Linked DNA regions of Mus musculus: region 2 is linked to region 1. A link is a contact called in public promoter capture Hi-C data. All regions are on one chromosome and are shown on one strand. The core of a region is the stretch at or near the end of the contact, and the rest is flanking DNA. Distances in the headings are between cores, read along the strand shown.

Region 1 (4,712 bases), core at 1,366-3,865:
TTTTTTTTTTTTTCTTTTTTTGAGATTTTTTATGTTAATGTGCTTGAGTGGCTTCCTGAATTTTTGTGGGCACATCAATGCCCTCTGTTCCTGTGGAAGACAGAAGATGGTTTCATATCCCCTAGGATGGAAATAATAGATGGTTGTGAGCAGCCTTATGAGTGCTGGGAATTGAACCAAGGTCATTTGGGAGAGATAGTAGTGCTCTCCTTCCTTCCTCCCTTCCTGTTTTCAGACAGGTTCTCTTTCTATAATCTTAGCTGTCCTGGAACTTGATATAGCCCAGGCTCTCCTTGGACTCATAGAGACCCACTTGACTGTTTGCACTCTGGTCCTGTTACTTTCATCTCTCTAGTGCTGGGATGAAAGACCACTAGGCTGAACATTTGTGATATTCTGCCTGCGTGGTTTTATGAACAGAGTGCCAGGCCTGTACTATACTGTGTTATTTTCTGCTTAGTAATAAAGTAGAAGTCACTTGGTATGAAGAATAAAAGTGTTGCTAGTGTTCCCAGGACCAGGCTTACTCCAACAGTGGATGGAGAATGCCAAGAACAAATTGCCTGCAGGCTATATAAAGTCTAAAATCTTTACATAAATCTGGATGATGAAACAACTTAAAAATTGACCAATATAACAAAGACAAGTATCATCGGTGTAGCACAGCATTAAAATTTGGAAGCAGTTTGGTACTCAGTATCCAGCCTTCCCAGATTATGAAGTTGTGGGAGGATATATAAGAAATGACAGGTGCAAAGGCAAGACGTGGGGCATAATTAGAAACATGGGTAGGTGGCAGGTACCAGGTGTATACACAGAAGTTATTACATGATTCTTTCCAGTTTAGCTGCTGTAGAAGAGAAACCCCTGGTCCTGTTTTATAAACACAGTACTTAGCATCCCTCTTATTAAACATCATCATTTTTGCACACCTCTAATCTCAGCCCTTGAAGGTGAAGAGAAGAAAAATAAAGCTGTGTTTAGCTCTTATTCAATAGAAAAAAAGGCCTACATAAAAAAAGTCCCAGCCGGGCGGTGGTGGTGCACGCCTTTAATCCTAGCACTTGGGAGGCAGAGGCAAGCAGATTTCTGAATTCGAGGCCAGCCTGGTCTACAAAGTGAGTTCCAAGACAGCCAGGGCTATACAGAGAAACCCTGTCTTAAAAAATCAAACCAAAACAAAACAAACAAAAAAAATTCCCATAGGGACTGAAATGAAAGAAAAAGAAAACCAAAATGTTTTCTAGTGTCTCACTGTTATTTTAAAACAGGTGAAGTGGAACTCATCTGTGATTTCTCAGAAGGCTGAGGCTCGGAGGATTTCACATTTGAGGACAGCCTGGAGATTCTGTTAAAACTCCCAAACCTTCCTAATTTATCATGTGATTTATTATGTTTATGGTAAGATGTATATATATATATATATATTTTTTTTTTTTTTTTGAGACAGTCTCATATAACCCAGGCTGACCTCAAATGAAGTATCTGCAGATAACTTTGGACTACTGATCTCTGCTGTCACCTGCGGAGCTTTTGGGATTACCACCCTGAGCCGTTACATCCACTCGATAAAATATTTTCACCTGCTAAAATTTCTGCCTAGAGTATCAGAAACCGAACCCCCAAAGACTGTTATGTGATCCCATCCTGTCCAGGGGTGCTTTGGTTCTAGGAGAGACACAAAGATAGGACTAAGGAATCCGGCCCACAGCCTCAGTCTAAGGGCTAAAAGGCCACCAAATCTAACTTCGTACTTGAGACATAAAGGTGAGCTGAAAGTCAGACCATCGCATAAGTTAACTTTGTTCCAGTTTTCAAGTGATTGGAAGCTCTCATTTTACTACTCTGTTCTTAAACACTTTACACAAGGTTACTGTAGGTGACAGCAACCTAGGCCTCAAGACCTTTTGTTTTCCTGATAGGGACTTGATATATGTATGTAGTACAGGCAGACTTTGAGCATCCCAAGTGCTGGGGTTACAAGCCAGTGCCACCACATCTGGAACGTGCATTTGGTTACAAATTACAGCATTGGGAAAGCAGTGTCTTTTTATGTGCTGGAAACAAACAAACAAACAAAAAATACAGTCCCAAAGTAGGAATCGACATGTTTACTGCGGAGGACTACAGATGTAGATGCTCCCCCTTGCTTCTGACCCTCGCCACTTCTCAACAAGCACTCCTTCCCGACACCGACACAGGCAGGGGCTTCGGCGTGGACCAAGAAGGCGTCAGCTGCGCCTGCACAGGGGGCGACGCATGCACCGCCGCCAGTCATTGGGTGCGCGCCGGGTCTGCAGGCATCCTCCCCATCACCCGATACAGAGACCCGCGGAGAGGCTGGAGATGAAGTGGCCTCGTAGATCCAGTCGGCAAAACGCCGACCGGAGGCGGAGCTGGGGACGGACTGAGTCACCAGACCCTGCGCTCCCGAGCTACGCAGCACACAAACAAAACAGCGACAGAATAGGAGGAGCCCCAGCTCTCGCGGCATCCGCGGGAGCTGCCAGCCGCTTGGGCAAGCCTCGCGTTGTTTGGTTAAGGGGCAGGGCGTTCAGCGAGAGGGCGGAGTCCAACCCAGCTGAGGGTGGGGGTGTTCCCAGGCCCCGTTGATTGGCATCTTTCTTCGGAGGGCGCCCCGCGCACGCGCAGCTCCCAGGAGGCGGTGGCGACTAGGGCAGTCCAGCTGCCCGGGTCCCGGGTTGCGGGTCGGGCTCCGCCCTCCCGCGTCGGCGCTGGCGGACGCTGTGCCGGGCCAGTCGGCTGTCTCTGCGGCGCTCCGCCCGCCGCCGGTCCGCCGCTGCTTTGGCCTGGAGGGCTCCCGCCTACGCAGGCTCGTGACGCGGGGGCTGGGACGGGGCTTCAGGGACTGAGCGGGCGCTGCCGCTGTGTGAGCGTCTTCTGCGCCTTCGGTAAGTGCGGTCCGCGTCCGCTGCTTTGGCATTTTAGACACCAGCCGGGAGAACGGATGGAGAGAGACAGGGCGAGCTGTTTTGCAGAGCCAAGGTGTTTTACAGCTTATTGCTTTTATGCGTGTTCTTTTAAAATCGTGAAACCACAGCTGTGCGTTTACAAATCTGAAGAATTTGGGTACAGAAGGAGGAGGAGGAATGCTCTTAGAAATGGAGCTAAAGTACTGCGTGCTCTGTAAGAAAAAAAAAAAAAGCTGCCAAACAATGAAGACACAAGACTCCTGCCCTCTTTCTGTCCTGGACCTCAACCCCAATATTTACGCTCCCACTACTCAGAGTAACCCGATCCCAAGTGTATGTATGCATCCAGCCTTTCAGGATTTTGTCGGTGCAAGTGAGGAGTGTGTTTATAGACGAAAATTAAAGTCCTATATAGAATATAGATTTTTGGGCCAGTAGTATACGGAACTCTCCACTCTTTTTTTTAAAAACATACTTTATTGTTAAATGTTACTGTTTAGCATGGGCTTCACACTTTCAGTAGCGAGTCAGTTAAAAGCTTATTGTATGTTTTGTGATTTGCGACGCAGTTCTATAGCTCAAGCTGAGATAGAGCCCCCTGTGCTGTGGAAGCTGACCTTGAACTCTTAGCTTCTGCCTCCACCTCCCGAGTGCTAGGATCAAACAGGAGCTGTTGTGCCTGGCCTACGTGCCAGTATTTTGCAACTTAATATATTGACTTTCACAGTATCTAAGGCCACATGCGATACTTTCATATGAAACAGGTTGCTAGTCTTTGCTTAGACCTCAGAGTTTACATGAGAGGGAATGACTGCCTAAAGATTACACAAAGTTTACTTTTTCTTTATGTCATAAAGTTTAAATACCATATGGTTAGATAGCAGCATTTAATTCTTTAAACTCTAGGAGGCTACTTTTGATGAAACTCGTAGAAAGTCACCATTTAGAAATTTTGTACTCAAATAAGAAAAAAAAAAAACCCACCACGGATTAAATATTTTGCAAGGTGAACCCTAGGGAGAAGTCTGAAAGTGGAAGAAAAGTGGTTCTGCACGCATTATTGTGCTAATCTTGCTAGCTTCCAAGGGAAACAGTCTACTAAAGTAATCATAGGCAACCGTCTTATTCCAAACAGGCCTGTCCTTAAAATCATAGACACAATTGTGCACATTTATTTAGGAATCGAACTTAAAAGACTTGAAGAGATCTATGGTATTTTCGTTGTTTTTGTCAACAATATGCTGGTACTTTTTTGTTTTTAAATAAAAGCCTAAGTAGTGTCTTCCTGCTTCTGTGGTCAGTCAGCTCAGGCCTGGAGTGCCTGACTAAGCGCCTGCTCTGCTTTTCTGGGTGGGCTGAGTACCTGAACTGCATTTATGGCCCTGCCTTGTCCTCCTGAATGGAAACTGCCTTATCAAAAATATCGAAAATAAGTGTAGGAAACTATCCTGGTGTCGTTTTCGATGAGGTTTCTGGTGGTTTCATATTAAAATAGCTGAAACACTGTAAATTGAAAAGAATACAAAGTAGACAAAATTAAACTTTGCTTATTGCATGGGAATTAAAAATGTGTTACTGGGGTTTGTGCCTTATAGTATATAATACTTTCATTTTCTGGCAGGTGTGACTAACTGTAGTTTAAGGAACTATGACCAGTAGTGAGTTCAAATAAAGTGTGATCAAATTATGCATTTGAGGAGAAACCCATGTATAGTTAAAGATTTGAGCAGTTCTTGTTTGCTCAGGATAACAAGGTAGGTGTTAAGTATCTGCCATTCA
Region 2 (4,712 bases), core at 915-3,414, 3.1 Mb after region 1:
ACCTGTAAATGTGTATGCTTTAGCATACTGGAAATACTTTCTGGGTTTGGATATTTTTCAGTTGATAGAATGCTTGCCACTACAAATGAATCCCTGGGTTCCATCCTCTGCATTGCACCTCTAAAACAAGCCGTCATTTGTCTATAATCCCAGAATTCAAAATCAGAGACAGTGGTTTAGGAAAGTTCAAGTTGTCCTCAGCTACAAAGAAATATTAGGCCAGCCTGGGCTACTTGGAACCTGTCTGCATGCCCCCATGCCCCTTGCTTAAAAAAAAAAAAAAAAAAAAAAAAGGAAAAAAAATGGACACACATACTCTAACACAGCAAAGCTTAGTTCTTAAATACTAAAGCTTTAATTTGAATTTCATTTGTTTTTTTACCCTGCCAGGTTACTGAAAACCCTACAGCACACAATAATTTTAAAAGTTCTTAAAACCCTTCCTATCACTCCAATTAATAATGACTTCTTTCAGGACCCAAATATAAATTCAATTTTTGCAACTGTACAATAGTCTTCTCATTCACCTGGAAACGTGTTGTTAGTTACAATAACAAAATGGGAACTTATGACCAATGAAGGGCAAAGGAAGGAACTATTTAAGTCCACTATACTACTACATTAACAACAAAACACCACCAACAAAAAGGACCATTTTTTGGTGGATGTTAAACAAATCCAGTTGATGTTTTTCATATTACTAAGTATTGAGAAAAAAAGGAGGAAGGGCGGCTGTAACATTTGGAGTAAGTTAAATGGTAGTCTTAAGTCAAAACTTAAATGCAAAATTGTCTCTAACCTATCTGGACCCCTTACTTTAGCATAAAGTTAGTTTGTCCCCTTTCAAAAATGTTTTTCAAAAATCACTTTTAACCATTTTCATTTCTTGCAAAGTTGAGCTGCTCTGGTCCAGGGCTATAAACAAAAGGGTAAGCATCACAAATTTATCTGTGTTAAATGTTCTGGCTTCTCCCTTAACAATTCTCTTATTGATGGATGCACTAGACCTACCAAACCTACCGCAAACAAATCGTTATCTGCCTACAATGGTTTTATAGGTATTGTTTGGGATTTGCCCTGCTGTGGCTTCATTACACTAGACCTCTTCTGTCTGAACTATAAATCACAACTGAAGCTTGAGAACAGCTGCCACTGTCCAGACATGTGGCTGGTGGGTGTCATTGTCTTTCTCTTTTCTCTCATTTCACACACACCCCTTTCTGTGTTACCTAAAGTCAATTTATCTAAAGGTTCTTTCCTTCCACATTTCCACACAGACACGGCCACCGCCACCCCCTTAACCTCTAGTCTTGTTCTTCCAGGTCAGCCCAGTAGGTTACATTACTACTCTTTTTTCCTGTAGCTGGGGCAGAGAGATGGCAAACTCGAGGCACCTTTTGCAACCCCCTTTCTCGAGACTGTCAACGAGGGAACAACTTCAACCTTTCTTCCCAAAGTACCACGCCAAATCATAAAGTTATTGTAATTGCAATACGGAACCCTCCCCCACGCTCAGTCTCGTCAGATCGGCCCCACCTCAATTTCTAAGCTAATAAACAACAGCTCATCTTCTGCTCCATCACAAAGGATGACATTCTGTCCGCACCGCAGGGGCCACCAACAACCCTCCCCCCATCCCGTCCTGTGGACCACTCGAAGCCAGGTGCCTCGCGATCCGTAACCATCTCGAGTTCCAGGGGCCCCGGCTGGCCGCCTATCCTCCTCCACTCAGCCGGTGCCCCGCGTCCAGCCGAGTTGCTGTCAACTCCAGTCGGGCGGCCAGCAGGGCTCCCCGGACGAGCCGCCCGCCACGCCGCCCACCTCTCGCGGCCGGCACCCCGCGCCGCGGCCTCCTCCGGGCTCACCTAGGGCCACCTCGCACGCTTTGCGCAGCTGGGAGTGATGCGCCTTCTTCACTTCCTTGTCGGCCAGAATCTTCTCCAGGGCCCGGGTCAGGAACATGTTCTTCGTCTTCTTGCCCTCATACATGGACGCGGAGGAGGCGGCGGCGGCGGCGGTCCCGGCGGCTGGAGGGAAGGCGGAGGAGGGGGACGGGGACCGGGATGAGGACGGGGAGGGAGAAAGGCGAGGAGGTGGCGGTGGGGGCGAGGAGGCGTGGAGGGCAGCGGCGGCACCAGGAAGCGGCCGGCGACGCGGAGCGGCCGCGGGGCCGCCAAGGGCGTCGAAAGCCTCGCCACGCTCGAGGGGCCGCCGTTCGAGGGCCGCGCCCGTCCGGCCTCGGCGCCGTCGGCCCGGGGGTCGCTTCCCGGCCGCCCGCCTCACTCGTCCCTACGGCCCGGCGGCGGCGGCACTCGGCCCGGGCGGCCGTCTTCCCGGGGCCGAGGGCCTAGGTGGCGGCGCCTCACACTGCCAGCAGGCGCGAGGCTGCCCTAGCTACCGTGGGGACCAGCATCCGCCGCAGCCGCCGACTGGCCTCCATCACCGCCGACCTGCCCCGGACGCCATGTTGAGAGGAAACGACGCGTCACGCAGCGGCCGAACGGCTGCGGAGAGGAAGCGGCGGCGGCGGCGGTGCCAGCGCCAGCCCAGAGCTGCCGCGGCGCCGAGAGGCAAGGGGCGGAGGGCGGCGCGGGAGGAGCGGCCGGAGCTGCAACTCTACGGCGGCCCGGCGGGGACTCGCCGCCTCCCGCGTTCGCCTGCAGGGCAGCGTGGGGCGTGGCGGGCGTCCTGCTGCGCGGCACGGCGTGGCGCGGGGCTTCTGCTCTTGCGGGCTACTGGGATGCGTGATCGGAGCACAGGGGCGCTCCCAAGGCCGGGACGACAGGACCCCTGCCTACCGTGCACGGGCTTCCCCAACTTTCTGGACAGCCGGTCGCCGGGGAGCAAAGTTCCTCGCGGTCCTAGGGCCACAGGAACACCCGCGTCGCTCCCTCAGGCGCACCTGGTTTCCGCCTGCCACACGGGGTCTAAATTTCCTTCTCAGGTGTAGGAAATTGCTATCCTTGACCGATACTTTCAATTACTTCAAGATGGATCTCTTTTGCAAAACGTAAGCTAAAAACCACTGGGCGAAGATTCAGGAATATTTTCACTTTTTAAATCTCTCAATAGGGTAAATCAGTAAACCCTAGGTTTCATGCCCTTTTCTGATTGACACTGAAGTTAAGGTGAGTGCTTCTGACTCAGGTACCGCACAGAGCCCTCCCGTTCTCTACCTTTAATCCGGAGTTTTCAGAATGGAAAAGCTTTAAGAACAGATACTCCTGACCATACTGTGCCTGCTTTAATGCCACAGAACTCAAATTTCCGCATTGCTTCTGAGAGAAAACGTTAAGAATCCCATGAAATAAATGCAGCCGGTTTACAGGGGGTTCCATGCTATTGCGTGTCTCCAGCAACATGGGATCCCGGTTAGGATACAGCTTTTGCTTTCTTTTCCTTAGAGTGTGTTAGCTGTGGATTTATATTAATGCAGCAATCAGAATCCAAAGGTGTGAACGCTGCAAAGTGACAAGACTTGAGACGTATGAAAAGCCAAAGGAAATAAAAATGGGAAATCTGAAGGTGACATACAATTAAAATGGACAGATACATCAAAATGTGGTTGTCCTGAGAAATCTACAAATCCATTACCTTCATCTTAAACACTAAAATCTTCGAAATTAGAGATTCATTTTGCTCCTACATCAAATATAATGTACATTCTGTTATACATCAGGGAAACATACTCCATTTCTAATTTGTCTTTGCTTCCTAATGCTAGGGTTAAACCAGGTTTCATTGAAAGTACTATCTGAGCCAGGCGTCGTAGAGAACGACTTTAATCCCAGCACTCGGGAGGCAGAGGCAGGTGGATTTCTGAGTTCGAGGCCAGCCTGGTCTACAAAGTGAGTTCCAGGACAGCCAGGGCTATACAGAGAAACCCTGTCTCTGTTTTTAGCCGCATTAACATTCTCTAGCCTCCCTTGCAGCTAGACGTAGCCAATAGGTTAACTCATTAAACAAAAATTTTCAGAAACTACCTGCTACTCCCTTTTCCTGTTAGGATACAGCTTTGGCCGTATAGTAAAGATAGCAAAACAACAAATTCAAAAGAGTTTGAGCCTCTGAATTACTCTTAAAGCAGAACAACCCATCATCATGAATAACTGTTTTGTATTTTACATGAGGCAAGTAAAACTTGTCAGTTATGTTTGTTGTTTTTATACTAAGCATGGATGTCAAATATGAGCAACCGAGAAATCCTTGCCCTTGAAGAGCTCAGTGTATTTAATTGCAATCTATAGTCATTTTGTCATCTTGCTTGTTTATTGGTTGCCTACTTCTCTCGTAGGAGCAAGGACCTCATCCATTTTGTCCTGTGTCCACCATCTACTGTGTTGTGGCATAGGGAATTCTTAAAATACACTTGTCAAATAGAAACTTGGGTAGATGAAAGACATCAGACAAAGGTAGCCATGATATCTTCCCTTGTAGAGCTTATAGTATGTAGAGATATGTTGACAACTAGTGAATAGGTAATTGCAAAGTGTGAAGTATGATTAAAGGAAGTGCCAGCAGGCAGTCTACTGCAGATCTTCACTGCAGGGATAACTAGCCAGAAAAAGTGTCAATTAAACTGGAAACTGAAGGAAGGAGAAGTTAGATAAACTAAGTCTGTAGGGAATGATGTGATAAAATTGGTGATTTTAAAATGGATTCATGTATACATACATGAAATTACCAAAAACAATAAAAATTATAAATACTAT

Evidence for each region. Promoter capture Hi-C pulls out the DNA fragments that hold promoters and counts their contacts.
Region 2: a promoter capture Hi-C map of pre-B cells shows a contact between it and region 1. The contact joins the promoter of Arfgef1 here to the promoter of Pcmtd1 in region 1. A contact is called at or near these places in 3 of 39 promoter capture datasets (the HPC-7 cell line, cranial neural crest and pre-B cells).

The regions. Positions count from the first base shown.
Region 1 is chr1:7,086,305-7,091,016 of GRCm38.p6, forward strand. It overlaps Pcmtd1 (protein-L-isoaspartate (D-aspartate) O-methyltransferase domain containing 1), which reads left to right and starts at 2,616. Exons shown (of 6, transcript NM_183028.3): 1 at 2,616-2,912.
Region 2 is chr1:10,230,506-10,235,217 of GRCm38.p6, forward strand. Arfgef1 (ADP-ribosylation factor guanine nucleotide-exchange factor 1(brefeldin A-inhibited)) reads right to left here and starts at 2,165. Exons shown (of 38, transcript NM_001102430.1): 1 at 1,866-2,165. The coding sequence starts at 1,989.